3 separate regions of the Mus musculus genome follow, and all the other regions are linked to region 2. Evidence: chromatin contacts called from public HiChIP or PLAC-seq and promoter capture Hi-C data. All regions are on one chromosome and are shown on one strand. Each heading gives the region's core, a stretch centred on a gene start, on an enhancer-like site or on the middle of the called end of the contact. The rest is flanking DNA. Distances are from core to core; before and after follow the strand shown. Region 1 overlaps Zfp395 (zinc finger protein 395). Region 2 holds the start of Esco2 (establishment of sister chromatid cohesion N-acetyltransferase 2). Region 3 overlaps Ptk2b (PTK2 protein tyrosine kinase 2 beta).

The links. Promoter capture Hi-C pulls out the DNA fragments that hold promoters and counts their contacts. HiChIP or PLAC-seq counts read pairs in DNA pulled down with a chosen protein or histone mark.
Region 1: a promoter capture Hi-C map of the HPC-7 cell line shows a contact between it and region 2. The contact joins the enhancer-like site here to the promoter of Esco2 in region 2. A contact is called at or near these places in 3 of 39 promoter capture datasets (the C10 cell line, the HPC-7 cell line and pre-B cells), 1 of 484 Hi-C or Micro-C datasets (pre-B cells), 4 of 115 datasets of contacts at active chromatin or transcription factors (embryonic stem cells, large pre-B cells and pancreatic cancer cells) and 1 of 9 other capture datasets (liver).
Region 3: an H3K4me3 HiChIP or PLAC-seq map of forebrain shows a contact between it and region 2, with 3 times the contacts expected there. The contact joins the enhancer-like site here to the promoter of Esco2 in region 2. A contact is called at or near these places in 3 of 39 promoter capture datasets (HPC-7-derived erythroid cells and liver), 4 of 484 Hi-C or Micro-C datasets (the G1E-ER4 cell line, the HL-1 cell line, cortical neurons and 1 more), 2 of 115 datasets of contacts at active chromatin or transcription factors (forebrain and kidney) and 2 of 9 other capture datasets (adipose tissue and liver).

What each region holds. Positions count from the first base shown.
Region 1 is chr14:65,380,352-65,383,051 of GRCm38.p6, reverse strand. The region is part of intron 1 of Zfp395 (zinc finger protein 395); the gene reads right to left. Among named protein-coding and RNA genes, the nearest start is that of Zfp395, 23 kb to the right of the region's middle. Within about 2 kb of position 1,346, at least 174 of the 459 cell types and tissues checked have an H3K27ac peak or open chromatin away from gene starts, as enhancers often do. A contact at or near this core is called in the HPC-7 cell line, embryonic stem cells, liver and 1 more, where this site is marked.
Region 2 is chr14:65,832,559-65,835,258 of GRCm38.p6, reverse strand. It overlaps Esco2 (establishment of sister chromatid cohesion N-acetyltransferase 2), which reads left to right and starts at 1,290. Exons shown (of 11, transcript NM_028039.2): 1 at 1,290-1,457; 2 at 2,518-2,595. The coding sequence starts at 2,531.
Region 3 is chr14:66,160,025-66,162,773 of GRCm38.p6, reverse strand. All of the region lies in intron 24 of Ptk2b (PTK2 protein tyrosine kinase 2 beta), which reads left to right. Among named protein-coding and RNA genes, the nearest start is that of Gm52098, 17 kb to the left of the region's middle. Within about 2 kb of position 1,458, at least 13 of the 459 cell types and tissues checked have an H3K27ac peak or open chromatin away from gene starts, as enhancers often do. A contact at or near this core is called in cortical neurons and forebrain, where this site is marked.

The DNA.
Region 1 (2,700 bases), core at 97-2,596, 450 kb after region 2:
GTCCTGTCCAACTTCCATGTGATAGCTCGTGTTTTATCTTACACTTTGGGGGGCCCCCGAGGTGGGGGGGAGGGGATGTATTTTGAAACAGGGTTTCTCTGTGTAGCCCTGGCTGTCCTAGAGCTTGCTTTGCAGACCAGGCTGGCCTTGAACTAGCAAAGATCTACCTGCCTCCCGAGAGATGGGGTTAAGGCCTGTGCCAGGCTTTGTCATGCTTTCTTAAATGGATAAACACACGATGAATGAAAAGCTAGCCACCTGGGTAAAGGTGGTCAATAGAACTGATCCTTGCGCCTGCGGGAGAGGGACATCAATCTTCCCCGAAGGAATGGCACTGGGTGTGTCAACCCCTCCAGGGCAGGCCTCACGTCCAGGAGTAGCAACATAACTGCACGAGGCTTTTTTGCTACTTTTTGTTGTTGTTGCTGTTGTTGAAGTTTTGTGTTTTTTCTTTCTGTTGGGTGTTGCTTTATTTTGTCTTCTTGGTGTTGGGTGGGTGGGGGGTGTTGTTGTGTTGGATTTTTGTTTGTTTTTGTTTGCTTTGAGAAAGAACTTAAAATTGGATAGGGAGGGGAGGGGAGAAGATCTGGATGGACTGGATGGACTGAAGAATATGATCGAAACATTTCAATTCGATCTGTTCAAATCTGTTTTAAATTTTAAAAATATAATAAAAAAGAAAAAGCAAAACAATAACAGCAAAAGGATAATAAGAAAGAGGCAGCCAGGCGATGGTGGAGCACTCCTTTGAGCCCAGCTCTCTGCAGGCAGAGGCAGACGGATCTCTGCGTTCAAGGCCTGCCTGGTCTGAGTTCCAGGACAGCCAGGGCTACACAGAAAGCCAGTCTCAAAAAGAACAAAAGAATGAATTAACAAATGGAGTGGTGGGAAGGGGGAAGGGAAGGGAGGGGAAGGGAGGGGAGGGAGGGGAGAAAGGAAAAGCCAGTTCTCTGCTCAAAGTCTGTAATCTGATATACTGGCAGCTTGATCAGGAGTCCCCAAGAAACAAAGCAAGAATATGGCATGCAGAATCTCCAAGTTAGGTGGCTGGTGCCTTCACACTCTGAGAACTTTGTGACTACAAATTAAAAATAAAAGGTGCCCCAGATAAATGGCTTTTAAACTGCAGCCACCGGTCAGGCTGTGTGACCCAGTGTAGAGTGTCCCTGGTGTAAGAGAGGCCCTAGGTTCAAGAACAGGCACAGGAAAAAAAGGAGCACAGAGCAAAAGAAAGCTAACGTGTAATGTCACTGACTGACAACAGGTGGCAGTACTAATACAGAGAAACCAGCAGTCCTTTGCTTGCCCTCCCTTCCCCCAAAAGAAACCCAGGAGCTTTGCTGAGCCGGAAGTTTGGGGTTTCTAGTACTGAAAATGAAGCCGGCGGTGTTTCCAAACCTTGGTTCCCAGTCTTCAGAAAGAACCTGAGATGTTTGGGCAACAAACTCTGACGCTGTTTTTGGAAGCCTGTCTTCTTTTTAAAGAATGCTCTTCTGTTGGTTGGTAAGCCTGTACCTTCCAGAAGCCAGAGAGATCTGCGCAAATAGGCAACTCTGCTCCTGGCCTGCTTCCACAGGCTGGCTACTTTCTCCAAAAATCCACTCAAAAACACACATTATGCTTTCAGGATTCAGAAGTAATGGGGCAATAATGACAGAAGTTGGCCGGAAAGATGGGTAGAGGAGCAAAGTCACACCTATTTTGGAAGTGCTAGCTGGTCAATTGGCATGGCGGGTCTCACCCTGCCTCCTAGTATGCACGCACCCTCCAGCTGGCCTCTTTCAGGACCCTCTTCCCCCACCAGGAAGCTTTCTTGAGAAATACTCATGGTTCCAGAACCAGCCAGCCTTCTAATTTGCCACGTGACTCTTTTCTGTGGCAGCAGAGAAAATTAGGAAACCTGTATTGTAAAGTAACGAGGACTGGATTTCAGCATGTAGCTAAACGCTGCCTTTCCGGTTTTACGTTCTCCACTTACAGATCCCTTGATGGGTCATAAACTCATAAAGTGGTCTCAGAACGTCCTAAGGGGCATCTGGAGTCCCAAATGCTGTCCATAGGAAAGGGATCGCTTATGTGCTTTGGTCAACGACCAGCCTCAGCAAACGCATCCTGATGTGCTAATGGCCTTTAATGCAGACATCTGCTCTCCGTTACCTAACTGAACCTGACAGAACAGTAAAACAAACTCGATGGTCCAGAATCACAAACTGCCATTCATCACATGATGGCTACTGGACAACGGCCTCTCTCTCTCTCTCTCTCTCTCTCTCTCTCTCTCTCTCTCTCTTTCTCTCAGCACACGTCTGCAAGTGCACAGAGCTGCATCTGACGGCTGTGCCTCTCACCACCCAGGGGCATTGCGGCATGCCATGACATCACCCAGCAGCACTTCCAGGACACAGGTCAGAAGCCAGCGGCTTATTACACAACGCATGGGACTTGTGTCAGAGTTGAGGAGGTGAGGTTTACAGCGAGGTTTCTAACTGCAAAAGCCCTGACGTTCACCAAGTTGATGATGAGGGTTGAAATGAAGACAAGAGGCTCCTATTAAACCCCTGTTTTCGTGTCTTTACAGAGATCTCACACCCAGCGCATACACAGTAGCCTGAGTTTTTAGTACTTAATATCCTGGGTACCGTCCTCATCTTTTACTGGAGAACTACCAGGTTTCTTTTTTTTTTTTTCCTTTAAATCTTT
Region 2 (2,700 bases), core at 41-2,540:
CAGCTCCCAATTCAGCGTGCACCCAAGAATCACGAATAGAACACAACACCTTGATGTAACAACACGGGTATTTTAATGGCGGAGCTCCGGTATCTCACACAGGAGACAGTGGCTTGGAAGCTAGGGGTTTTTATAGAAAAGGAGTGGGACTGGGGGAGGAATTGGCGCAGTTTCACATGATTGGTCCATTTAAACATCAGCAGCCTGTTAACATTTAACTTAAGTCAGAGGGGTGGGAGATAGGGAGGCGATGGGCCTGCCCAGGCATGTCCTGGTCTGTTCTGCTATGTTCTCAGCCCCAGGTTTCAAAGCTCACAAACAACTCTTTGGGCTATTTGACATACATTACGTGACTCACAGGTCTCAAGTTTTATTTCCTTTCAACATTTGTCTGAGACTTCTAGACACTAATAACTCCTTAAAAGCCTGTGAGTGTTTTAAGAACATTTCTGCTTGCCAAAAGACACTTGATTGGAGTTGGAGTGCCACAGGCCTTCCCTGTAAATAGTGATTGTGTTCAGGCCTTCGTTTTCATTTTCTGTAAATGAGGAATGATAATACAAACTTCATAGGTTGTGTAAGGAGTACGTGAAATAAAACATGTAAAGGATCCAGCTCAAGAGATTGGGCTCAGCTATTAAGAACACAGACTACTCTTGCAGAGGACCTGAGGTCAATTCCTTGTATCCACATTTGGTGACCTATAACTGTCTAAACTTGATCCAGGGAATTCAACTCCTCTGACCTATGCTGGTATCTCCATTCACATACACATACTCACTTGCAGGCATGCACATAGTCAAAAAATAAATAAAATCTTTAAAAATATATAAAGTAACCAAATTTAGCAAACATTCACACCATAATTTGAATAATAAAATAGTAAAATGGAAACTGAAAATCTCACTTTTTTTTCTAAAACGCAAAACCAACAATAGGGCTTCAAATATGAAAAATAAGAGCCTCCAGTATCTTGGGGATGTCACTTTTCGTTAGCTGTTTGCACCAAACTGCCTCAGAATTTAACTTCCAATTCAGCTGAGCCATAAACTACAATTCCCAGAATGCACTGTTACGGGCGTCGGTCTGAAGCCTGAAGTTATTGCAGGATTTCAGGAGGTGTGCCTTCCTTCTTCCCCAACTCCTCCCCCCAACTCCCTCCCCCTGACCAGCTTTGCCTCTCAAGGGCGGGAGAATCTCGGAGACCTCCTCGCCGGAGGGCGGGGCAATGACTAGCGAGAAGCCAATCGCGGCGCAGGCTCTAGGAAGCGCCTGAGCAGTGACGAATCAGTACGCAGCAGCGTTGGTCTCAAGTAGCGCGCGTGAATTTGAACACACTGGCGGAGCGCCGGGTTCCTGTGAGCAAGGTCGTAAGCTTGCTGAGGTGCAGAGGGGTCATTTCGTGCGGTACCCCCGCAGGCGTGGACGCCGGTCCAGAAGGAGACTGAGGAACGAAGGTAACGTCAAGGGGCAAGGGCCTTGAACGTAGCCCGCTGCCTGCTCCTCCCGCGGGGCTCCCGCTCTGGGTGCCAGCGTCTCTCACGCAGGCAAGGAGAGGGCTTCCCTGTTGCCCCGTAGACGCTCGGGTTGGCTTAGAGGTCGCGCTTGTGGAGTTCTGTGGGACTGACATACCCTTTCCGAAGGAAGGGGAAAGGAAGGAAAGAACATTCTAGAATTATCTCCCTAAGGGACGCGGCTTGACTTTAGCAAGCTGCCTAGTGAGGTGAGGGAGCCCCGCCGGGACCCGTGGGGAGGACTTGTCCCACCCATATTACCTCGCTCAGACCTCCAGGAAGGGTGTGAGCAATCTCTGCCTTCCCTGAACGTGCAGGCTGTGAAGATGACTGGCTGGTCAGTCAGAAAGTGTGCTAAGTGGAATATGGAGGAGCCATGGAAGGAGGCTAGTGCCAAAGGCCTACCAGGAGTGCCAAAACTTGATGTGACTGGTTTAATTAAAGGGAAGTGTACCCCAATTAGGGTTCCACCCGGCCTCGTTAGTAGGATCACCTTTCATCACTCTCATCTACTGTAGCGCAGTATTTCCCCAACCCACCCTCCTTCCCTTTTATCACTGTTTACTTCTCTAATACATAGCTTACTGCTTTGCTTTTTTTTTTTTGAGACCCCCTGTACCCCAGGCTTGCCTCAAACTCAGGGTCCCTTTGCCTATGCCTCCCATTTTGCACCGTCACACCTGACTAGGTTTTGTTTGTCTTTCTGTGGTTGGTTCGTTGTTGTTTTTCTTAATCTGTTTCTTGGAACCAAGCCTGGTGACTTAGCTTGTGATTCCAGTTCTGGAAAGCTCAAGAGTTCAAGTTTATCCTTGGCGACAGAGTGAATGAGTTTGAATTTGAGGCTAAGCTCTGCTATGTGAAGCACTATCTCAAAAAGCAATGTTCCCTTGGGTATTTATTTGCAGTCACTTATTTAGAATCAAGATTTATAAACAATTTTGACATGGTGCGTTTTCTATCCTTTTGGTGACTTTATTATAACTGACATATTTGCTGCCTTTAGGAATTTAACTAAGATGATGGCAACTTGTACTCCAAGAAAGAGGAAGCGATATACACTGAATGCTGATAATGATGATAGGTAAGTCTTAACCTGTATGTATGAACTCTTTTAAATATGAAAAAATCCAGTCTTGCCAGTGTCTATTACAGAAAATTTATCATAGGGTATTTTAGTAGCTAATCG
Region 3 (2,749 bases), core at 209-2,708, 330 kb before region 2:
GTGGACAGAGGGCCTGGGGTTGCTATGGAATAAGGGATGCTGGAGGTGCCTCCCTGTGCTGCCTTTCTGACTGGTGGCTTTGGTTGCTAAATCTATCCCTGGAGGAAAGACTTCCTCATGGTGGCTTTCCCTGCTGCTTTTGTGATTTGGGATTCTGGGTATGAAGAATAGAGACTGGTAAGAAAACAGGCTCATGAACCAGCTCACTGCAGCCTCTTTGTCTCCAGTGAAGCCCTGGAGGCTTCCTGGGCCAGAATGTCAGGTCTTCTGCGCTGAGCACTTGGCTTGTGAGCAGGTGTCCACCCCCAACATCAAGTTGCTGTAAGCACTTGATATATTTTACTAAGTTATGAAACAGACTGAAATACTCACCGTTTCCTCTCTTGCTCTATATGTATATACGTTTCAGCCTCAAGATCCATAACTCTAAAGCTTTTTGTGGGGAAAAAAAAATACATGTTCGTTAGAACACATTTGAGAAATGTAGGCAATTATTTGAATATGCTTCTGTGCTATTATTCTTAATTTAGCAAAAATTTGAAATGAGCATAATTTAGAATTCCAGGCAGCTGAGGTCTGTTATGAAGTCAAATTTCTTCAAACTCACTCTGTTTTTCTCTCTTACATTAATTTCACCAATTTCGGTCTTCATGTATGATTAACCATAATTAACCCACAGTTTTAAACATGTGCTCTAATTTAGGCAATGCTCACCACCACCCCTGCCCTGGACTCTTTATTCATAGTTATTAAGTTTTGGAGAGCTTTTTTAAAAAATTGCATTCGTTCTTTCAGAAAGAGGCTGCTTAGTGCCTGTGGGGGGCAGCACTGCCATTGTCTGGGCTGTGTTTCACTGCCAGGACTTTTTTCAGTTCCATAAAGACAGGCTGTGCAGGTCTTTTGTGGCAGGCGTTTAGAAGTGACTGTCATAAAGGAACTCTGAAAGAACATGAAGAGTTCTTCTTTAAATACATAAAAAAGAAAAAGTATAAACTCCATTTTATGGTGTACGTGAGACAGTCGCTTGCCAGTGCCATGCTCACGAGATAACAGCTTTCCCACGAAGCATCTGAAAGCATTTAACAAAAATTCGGAGATGGCAAAATCATTTCCTGTATAGTGTGGCTCCTCTGGGAGTCCGGTGGAACGTCGCACAAGGATGATGATAGTCATCCCCCCACCCCATATCCCAATTCCATAACGAGGTGCAGCAGGGTGCTGTCCTAGGTGCTGAAGGAGGAACCAGGAGGCTTTGCCTTCAGGGCACAGGTGCACACTCACCTGTATCACCTAGGGAAACGTTGGAAAGGGACAAAACTGGAATGTGGGAGATGTACAAAGAAGAGGCTGCTATAGGAGCCAAGACTAAGTGGCAGAAAGCTATAGGGTAAGGGGTGGGGCCACTGCTTTGCTATGAGGCAAGGGGGCGGGACTATGGTTTTGCTAGAACAAGGAAGGTTTTATGCGGAGGTGTAAATGAGGCAGGAAGGATGAGCGGCAGCAGTTACTGAAAACAACTCAGGAGCACCATTCTGTAACGCAAATCCCCGATTCCTTCCAAGAAGTGTGGGTGTCGGTTGCCTAGGGAGAATACCAGAATGTAAAGAAGTTCAAGGTTTAAACGTTATTATTGAAATTACTGGAGCTGGGACAATGGCTCCAAGGATGAGGCACTTGCTGTGCAAGCATGAAGACCAGAGTTTGGATCCTCCCACTCACCTAAACGCTGGGTCAGCATGCTGGTTCACCTGTAATTCCAGTTCCTAGGAACCGAGAATTCTGGGAGCGAGGTGGCCAGGTTGATTAATCCGTACCAGTGAGTTGTCAGTTCAGCTGAGGGAGATACCATGCTCCAAGGGCGTGAAAAACAGTTGAGGAAGATGCCTGTCTCAGCCTCCAGCTGCCACACACACATGCTCCCACAACACACACCAACACACATACATGCACGTGTGCACATACATACACAGATTAAGAATAAAGCAGAAAGCCTCTACCTTTATCCTTTAGTTTTATTATGTAATTAGAAGTCATCAGAACAAGCTTTCTAGCATTTGTTTGCTAATAAATATTTGCCAAGGTCAAGCCTGGGGTATACATCACGTATAACCTGTGGCAATCTCTTATGACAAAACTATATAGAAGATTTTGGAGTCCAGTAACTTGTCCTATCAGTATTTAATATTCCTCGGTCTCTATATTTTCTTTTATATTTCTGACCCTGAATTGAAAACTTTTGACACTTAGTTCTACCATTTATTAAAAGCCCAAGGTGACCATAGACCTGCATTGAGTTTAACTGGGGATATTTTTAACTTTAAAATGCTTACCTTCATTTTTTGGGACATTTGTGTCTTAGTCTGTTATTTTGCTTCTATAACAAAATACCTGTGGCTAAGTGCTTCACACAGAAAAGAGGTTTAGTGAGTTTAGTTTTTAGTGCTAAGAACATGGACAGGCACCCACTGGGCTCCACTGAAGACCTCCTGGCCCATCATACCATTGTAGATAGCATTGTGTTAGGGGCATAAATAACTCTTTATATTAGTCATTTAGCCCTATGAAAACAGAAACACGTGGTTTTTAAAACTGCTGTTCTTCCAGCATCCAGCTTTATGCCTACCACACAGTAGCTGCTTAACCAATAGTTGCTGAATGGATTGGATGAAGAATATTATAAGAAATAAACACCGAGACTTGAATCTATATTAATGATGGGCAGTGTACTCCAATTCAACTATTTTAAAGC